2 separate regions of the Mus musculus genome follow, and region 2 is linked to region 1. A link is a contact called in public HiChIP or PLAC-seq data. All regions are on one chromosome and are shown on one strand. The core of a region is the stretch at or near the end of the contact, and the rest is flanking DNA. Distances in the headings are between cores, read along the strand shown.

Evidence for each region. HiChIP or PLAC-seq counts read pairs in DNA pulled down with a chosen protein or histone mark.
Region 2: a contact with region 1 is called in an H3K27ac HiChIP or PLAC-seq map of large pre-B cells, with 3 times the contacts expected there. The contact joins the enhancer-like site here to the promoter of Rbmx2 in region 1. A contact is called at or near these places in 4 of 39 promoter capture datasets (the C10 cell line, HPC-7-derived erythroid cells, pre-B cells and 1 more), 1 of 484 Hi-C or Micro-C datasets (myeloid progenitors) and 2 of 115 datasets of contacts at active chromatin or transcription factors (the 230-238 cell line and large pre-B cells).

The regions. Positions count from the first base shown.
Region 1 is chrX:48,692,619-48,696,266 of GRCm38.p6, reverse strand. It overlaps Rbmx2 (RNA binding motif protein, X-linked 2), which reads right to left and starts at 1,263. Exons shown (of 6, transcript NM_173376.3): 1 at 1,147-1,263; 2 at 832-947. The coding sequence starts at 1,151.
Region 2 is chrX:48,865,000-48,868,641 of GRCm38.p6, reverse strand. All of the region lies in intron 8 of Fsip2l (fibrous sheath-interacting protein 2-like), which reads left to right. Among named protein-coding and RNA genes, the nearest start is that of Fsip2l, 11 kb to the left of the region's middle. Within about 2 kb of position 1,976, at least 5 of the 459 cell types and tissues checked have an H3K27ac peak or open chromatin away from gene starts, as enhancers often do.

The sequences.
Region 1 (3,648 bases), core at 14-2,513:
GCGGTGACTGAGCTTTCCTGACAGGTGTCTACTGGCCAGATGACTTAAAGCTCTGTTGGATTATGTCTGAAGGAAGGGGCACACTAGTATGTAACATGTAGGTTTCCTGAAAATGTCCTGGTATCTACCCAGGGCCAGGGGTGTACTCCAGACTCTATTCTTTTCATCAGAAGTAGCTTTCCCTGATCCTGTCACATTTTCAGGTGGCCTTTCAAATGTTCAGCCGGAGTAAAGCTAATTTTGAATCAAGCCTTAATGTCTTCAAATCCAGCTAATGTCTGACCAGGTACATCACGGTACAGCTAAGGACTAGGAGCAGAAGCCCAGGAGAGGAGAAAAATCATTGTGAGGAAGGGCAGACACACACACGATCGGTATGTGACCGTGACGAAGAGCACAAGCCCCACAGTTTTGAAGTGCTGCAGCATGTGACCTTAAGCAAGTCCAGTAACCTGTCTGCGCCTCCGTTTCTTTGACATCGTGATAGGTTGACTGTGGAATGAACTGTCTCTGAGCAGCCAAGTAGCAAGGTTTTGAATAGAATGAAAGGCAAATACCAATTCTAAGAAGCGCTGAAGGCAACTGAAAAGTGGACCTGTGAGCAGAGGAGCTTCCAGAGTGTGAGGTGATGAGCTTGTTCAGAAGCGATGACCAGGGGCACTAAATAACCGGGGGAGGGGGCATAGGGAGGAGAGGGGAAGGGGTGGAGAGAGGAGAGGAGAGGGATGAGGAGGGGAGGGGAGGGGAGAGGGATGGAGAGGGATGGGGAGGGGAGGGGAAGGGACGGGGCGGACTCTGAAAGGCACTGCTGGAGAAAAATGGGGACCTCACCAACAAAGATCCAGGCGCTGTGCTTGTATTCCGAGTGCCAAGACACCTTTTCCGCCACTCCAAGTTGAACCTCTCGCTCATTCAGTTCATTGATCAGCTTCACCTTAGTCAGAGGGCTGCGCGGGTGGCAGGCAAGCCGGTAAGTGCGATAAGTACTTTTCCTCCCAGCCCGCCCTCTCCCTACCGAGCTTCTCCCGCCCGGAGGCCCGGAGGGCGAGGACCGGTCCCCGCCCTTTCTGGGCGGCCATCCTCAAGCCACTCTCCCTTCCGCGGAGAACACTCCCGCCCCTATCCGCAGAGAAACAGAATCCTTACTTCATATTCGCATCTTCGCGCGGCTCGCTTCAGACGACAACAGCTTCCGGGTGAGGCTCCAAAGCGCTCCCGCGACCCGAACACCCAGCTCAGATTGGAGCACGGGGCCCGCGAGGCGGAACTTCCGCCGGAAGTTCCGGCCCGCTAAGCCCTGGCGCCTGCGCAGTAAGGTGAAGGTGCTTTCTCAGGCATTCGCTCCTGTGGAGGGACAGTTCCCAAGTCAGTCCCCGCCCCCTTTTTGATGGAGAGCGATGGGGGGACCCTGTGTTCCTCTGCCAGTCGGAATTAAATGCCCACGTATAAACAAGCAGGCAAAAATTAGCATTGTCAAACTAGTACCTATCAACTAAAGAGTTAGAGAACTTAAAGGTTGTGAATGAGAGACAATTTATGCACGTTATCTCTGTTAGATCTCAAACCCCAGGCTAAGGCTCACACCATTGGCTCCTCCCAGCACTCCTCACCCTGCCCCTACCCTAAACCTCTGCCTCCCAGGGGGCGGCTCACTTTCTGCCATTTGCATTTTTCATTCAATCTCTTGTTTGTTTCCTTGTGTAGCCTTAGCTGTCTTGGAACTCGCTCTGTAGACCAGGCTGACCGCCCAACAACCCCATGAAATACAGTTACCATCCCCATTTTACAGAGGAAAAAAACTGAGCTTCAAAAAAATTAGCTTGAAGGTCTAGAGAGGTGGCTCAGTGGTTAAGACCATTTGCTGATTTTTTTCCAGAGAACCTGCACCCAAAACAGGTGGCTCACAACTCCAACTTCAGAAGATCCTCCTCTGGCCTCTGTGGGCACTTGCACTCACATAATTTCTGTCTTCTTCAGATAGAAATTCAGTTTTTCCAGCATATTTCTTAAGTAGGTTATTTTTTTCCCAATATATGTTTTTGCTTCCTTTGTCAAAAATTAAATAGGAATAGCTTTGGCATTTTATTCTGGATTCTCTTATTCTATTTCATTGATATTAATGTCTACTTTTATAGCAATACCAGGCTGTCCTTATGACTATAGGTCTATAGTAAAATTTGAGGTCAGGTCCTATAATGCTATCAGCATTGTTCTTATTCCTTGGGATTTCTTTTCTACCTATTGTCTTTTGTAGTTCCATATCAATTCTTGTGTTATTTTTCTAAACCTGTGAAATACATCAGAATTTTGAAAGGTGTTGCATGAAATCTGCAAATTAATTTTGGAAGTATACCCATTTTCACAATATTTATTCTACCAATTCAGAAGCATGGAACTCTCTTTTTCCCCCTGAGACGTGGTCTCACTATAGAGCTTGTGACTCTCCTGGCATTCACTTTGTAGAGCGGGCTGGCCTGAAATTCACAGAGATCCACCTGTCTCTGCCTCCCAAATGTTGTGGTTAGAGGCAGTATGGAACTCTTAAGGTAAGAGACAACATGTAATATTCTCTTTTGAGGCTGATCAGAATATTACGTCTCCATCATTAGGGCCAGAGGTAGAACTCAGAATCCATTCTTTTAACAAGAGGAAGTAACTTTCTCTTAATGAGCTTTAACAAGGCTCTGATACCTCCACCTTTACATATGGCATTCTAAACCTTAAAGAAAGGAAAGATTATTCTAATGGAGGGGCCCATCCTCCAAACTTACTAATGTCTGTCTAGCTACCTAACAAAGAGAAAACATGATGACACATAATGTGTGATATTACCCCATATAGAAGATTTCATTCATCCTGCATATGTCTCTATCAGCATCTGGTCATGAACCATAATGTTCTAAAAGTGAAGGTCCAGAGATGAGTGATGAGTAGTCTAGGAGAGCCTTATTCAGAGCACCAGATATTAGGCCATCCATAATAGCATTTTGATGATGTTAAGTGTCCCATCAAGTGGCTCAAGCTACAACCAGTTTCCGGCAAGAAGCAAAAGCTGCCCAGCAAGGAAAGTTTCTCCTCTTCTGTCTGTGAACTGGGGACTGCTTTTGACTTCCTTGCTCTAATGCAGCTGCCCCCTCTCCTCCCCTCCAACCCTGCTATTCATTAACTTCATCAAATAATCTTGCCAGTGAAAACTAAACAGTGACAGATTGCATATGGGGTTTTATCCATTCCTAGAAATCTCCATCGGCTTTGTTGGTAGGGCTAAAGTAGCCACTTGCAAAGCGATAAGCTTGCAGGTAGTACTGTCTTGCTAGTGTCTTCTGGTAATTGTGAAATAAGAGAGTTGGGGCTCCACCTGGGGCTCAGTCATCTGTATTTCAGACGGAAGCTGGAGCATGAGAGAAAGTTAGGCCAGAAAATGGAAGGATCAGTTATGTGGAGAATATGAGGAGTATTCCTAACTAACTTTTGGGGTTGGCAGAAGTGCTCATTGGTTTGGGGTTTGTTTTGTTTTGTCTGAGTCAGGGATATATATATATATATATATATATATATATATATATATATCACAATTTGGCCTTAAACTCCCAATCCTCCTGTCTCTACCTGCTAACATACCCAATCAGCAGAGATGTTCTGAAACTG
Region 2 (3,642 bases), core at 727-3,226, 170 kb before region 1:
AGAGGCAAGAAAAGAAAATGGAAGCTAGGGACAGAGGAAAGGAGAAAGGCAAAGTGTAGGGGGGGGGGCATATAACTAACGTCAGGAGAGGATGTAGAAAAGAAAAGCATCCTATAAACAGGCGAAAGTGAACTGAGAATTAGAGACACAGAAATGGAGAAGAGAAGGGAAGGACTTGGGGAGGTTAGATAGGAAGAATTTTTAAAGGGGCACATCCACAGTTGGAAATGAAGAGGAGAAGGCTACTTTTTAAAAGCCTATAAAACCTAAAGAAGTTTGACAATCCTGAAGGTAAGTGGTTACTTTGGCAGACATGTGGGTAAATAGAACTTGAAGATGAAAAAGCAGTAGAAGAAAATACTGGTGTGGGAAAGGGGGAGGGGAGAACAGGTAGAGGAGAGGAATTGGTTCAGTGATATTTGTAGGGAGGAAGTATAGATATGCTTTTAGTCTCTCGTCAACTGTGTTAAAGCTCTGACTCATCAAGTGATTTAAGCCAAACACAGATGGGTGAGAGGACGGGGCTCCTTGCTTCTTGTTACTACCTATTTACTAAGAAGTAAGGTTTAGCCTTTTCCTCTCTTATTGTCCTTTTTAAAACAGAGAAGCCAGGAGTAAACATAGGATAAAAAATATAGAAAAAGTAAAATAAAGAAAAACATTTTCAAATATGAGCAATATAGAAATTTAAAAAGCTTTAATAAAGAAAGATAAAAGAAGGAAAGTATATAAGGAAAGAATTGTTAAAGAGTTGGAGGGAATGTAAGACTGAGATGTAGGGACTGGTAATATAAGTGAAATTATATTGTAGGGGACAAATTTTAAAAGTAGAGGTTAAGAAAAAGAGCAAGACCCCAGAAAATTGATCATTGATGGTAGATGGATGGATAGAGAGACAGATAGATGATGGATGGATGGATGGATGGATGGATGGATGGATGGATGGATAGAGATATATGGACGGATAGATAGGTAGATAGGTAGATAGATAGATAGATAGATAGATAGATAGATAGATAGATAGATAGATAGGTAGGTAGGTAGGTAGATAGATAGATAGATAGATAGATAGATAGATAGGTAGGTAGATAGATAGTTAGATAGATAGATAGATAAGCAGGAAGGTAAGCAAGTAGGTAAAAGGTGGGAAGAAAGAAAAGGAAAAACAAAAATTAGTATAGTAAAATATATAAAACTCAATAGTTTTTAATAGTTTATAAAATAGTTTAATAGTATATAATGCTATAATGTATATTATATATTAACATAATAATTTATAAACTAGTTTAATAGCATATAAAACTATTTTAACGAGACAAAGGGAAGCATTTTCAAGGCTAAACCTGATGAATGATGGACAGGATAAAGCAAGCGTAAAGGATTGCAGGCAGCAAGCTGGAATGCATAGCGTAACAAGTTACTGAGGTCAGGATCCTGTTCTCTAGACAATAAAGAATGAGTCCCTTAGACCCGAGTGCTCCAACCAGTATCATTTATTAGAAAAGAGAACTCCTAATGCATGAAGAGTTTCAGGACAGGACACCATTAATTGCCAAGGACTGTGCATTTTTAAATGGTTACAGAACAGAGAGGAAGATAGGAAAACTTTAGGTATGGAGTTAAAGGTGACTTGCCTTGTGGTGCATAAGATGATAGGTCCATAATGAACTAACACAATAATTGAAAGGTCATAAGACTTCACATGGGATTAGTGTCAGGAAATTCCGTTGAGGTAGTTGGATCAGGGTCTTACTTCCTAGGACTAAGTGCCTAACTGCCTAACTGCCTCTTGCTTCAATCCTCCCTAACTGCCTAACTGCCTCTTGCTTCAATCCTCCCTAACTGCCTAACTGCCTCTTGCTTCAATCCTCCCTAACTGCCTAACTGCCTCTTGCTTCTTGCTTCAATCCTCCCTAACTGCCTAACTGCCTCTTGCTTCAATCCACGCTAATAACAGGTGTCCCTAACTGCCTGCCTAACTGTCTTTTGCTTCAGTACCCCCTCAGAACAGGTGGCCCTAACTGCCCTTGGTATTGGGGAAAGAGAATTAGGGCAAAGGCAGTTACAAATATTTCAGGCTGTGAAAGACTATTGAAGACTAACAGCTGTCAGGGGTCCCATTTAGAGGTTTTTCTAATGAGCTATGGTAAAAGGTAGAAGACCTATTTCAGATTATGAAAACCATCTTGGGTCTAACGGATCTCAATCACAACACAAACTACACTCAGAAGTGCAAAAGGCTAAGGCTCTCCAAGTTTAAAGGACCACATAAGCCATTGAGTTAAGGCTTTACAGTTGAGCTTTAATGGCCTGCATGGTGGACTCCAAGTAGACTGTCAAACTTGATGGAGATAGTTAATATTTCATTGGAGTTTGTGTAGTAAAAACTAGTAGATATAAACTGTAGGGACATATCAAGATGTTGTGGATGGTTTCAAGGAAGGGATTGGAGAATTGGAGGGTTGGTCACATTTAGAAAGTTATTTTATTGAAGACACTGCGTTAGAAGAAAAAAAAACAGACTGCGTAGAAAAAAAAACAGAAGTTAGTAAAGGCTTCAGATGAGGGGAAAAGCTTTAAGAACCTGTTCTCTGAAGGTATTTACCTGGTGGGGCCCACTCTTTTCACCATTGTTACAGTGTCCAAAGTGTAAGTACCCCACAAATGAAGAAACCCAGGGAAAGGAAGCATATGGTTGTAAGTTTTCATCTAGTTTGTGCAGGTGTTGGCAAAGGGTGGATATTTTAAAAGATTGGGGGCATGTCCCAAGAATGGAGGAAGTAAATCCATAAAAGTTAAGAGGGCTAGAGAGAACAAGGGTCAGCCCTTATGGCAGGAAATTGAAGATAACAAAACATCAGTTTACTTTGTTTGAAGAGATACCTTAGGCCTTTTATAAGCTACTTATTCAAAAGAACAAGGCATTTCTTGGGTTGGAGTGCCCATGTAGAGGGTCTGGTCCAAGGTCTGAGGCAGCTGTGGGAATCCAGAAGTTAATTTGAGGATCTTTTACTGCAGAAAGGGCAGAAAAACTTCTTATAGTGTCCGTTCCAGATGGGTTTTAAGGATGGGTTTTAAGTCAGATCATCACTACATCCCCCAAGGCTGAAGAGGGCTTGCCTTCCTGATAGTAGTAAGGGCCATGTTTTTGAGCACTTGTGAATAGCTTGTTGCAACTGATCTAAAGTTGCATGATAAATAGAAATAAACTTTCTATTTAGTTGCTAAGAACTCATTAAGAAGAAAAGGTCTCCAACATAGCATTTTATTGAGGCTGAAACCACAACCATGAGAGTAGTTTCAGATCTGGATCATAGGCAAGGGGAAGAGAGAGGTTCAGGAGAGGTTCAGGCTCATTCTTGGTCAGTTTCATTAAGTTCTGTTGAAGAGCTCATTACTTTGACTATTATTTTTGGAAGATTGAAGGCTCCAGACATAATTGAGTACAATCTCCTTACATGACACTGTATAGGCATAGAGGAATAAAAGGTCATACTTCGTGTAGATGGTGACATTCTTATTTAACTTTAGAGCTCTGGTTAAAGCTATTGACTGTAGTAGTTGGTCTCTGTTCTCTGGAGGGATGCTTCCCTTTCAAGGGTGTCAGCAAGGGTTACTATAGAAAATCTTGTTCTGAAGATC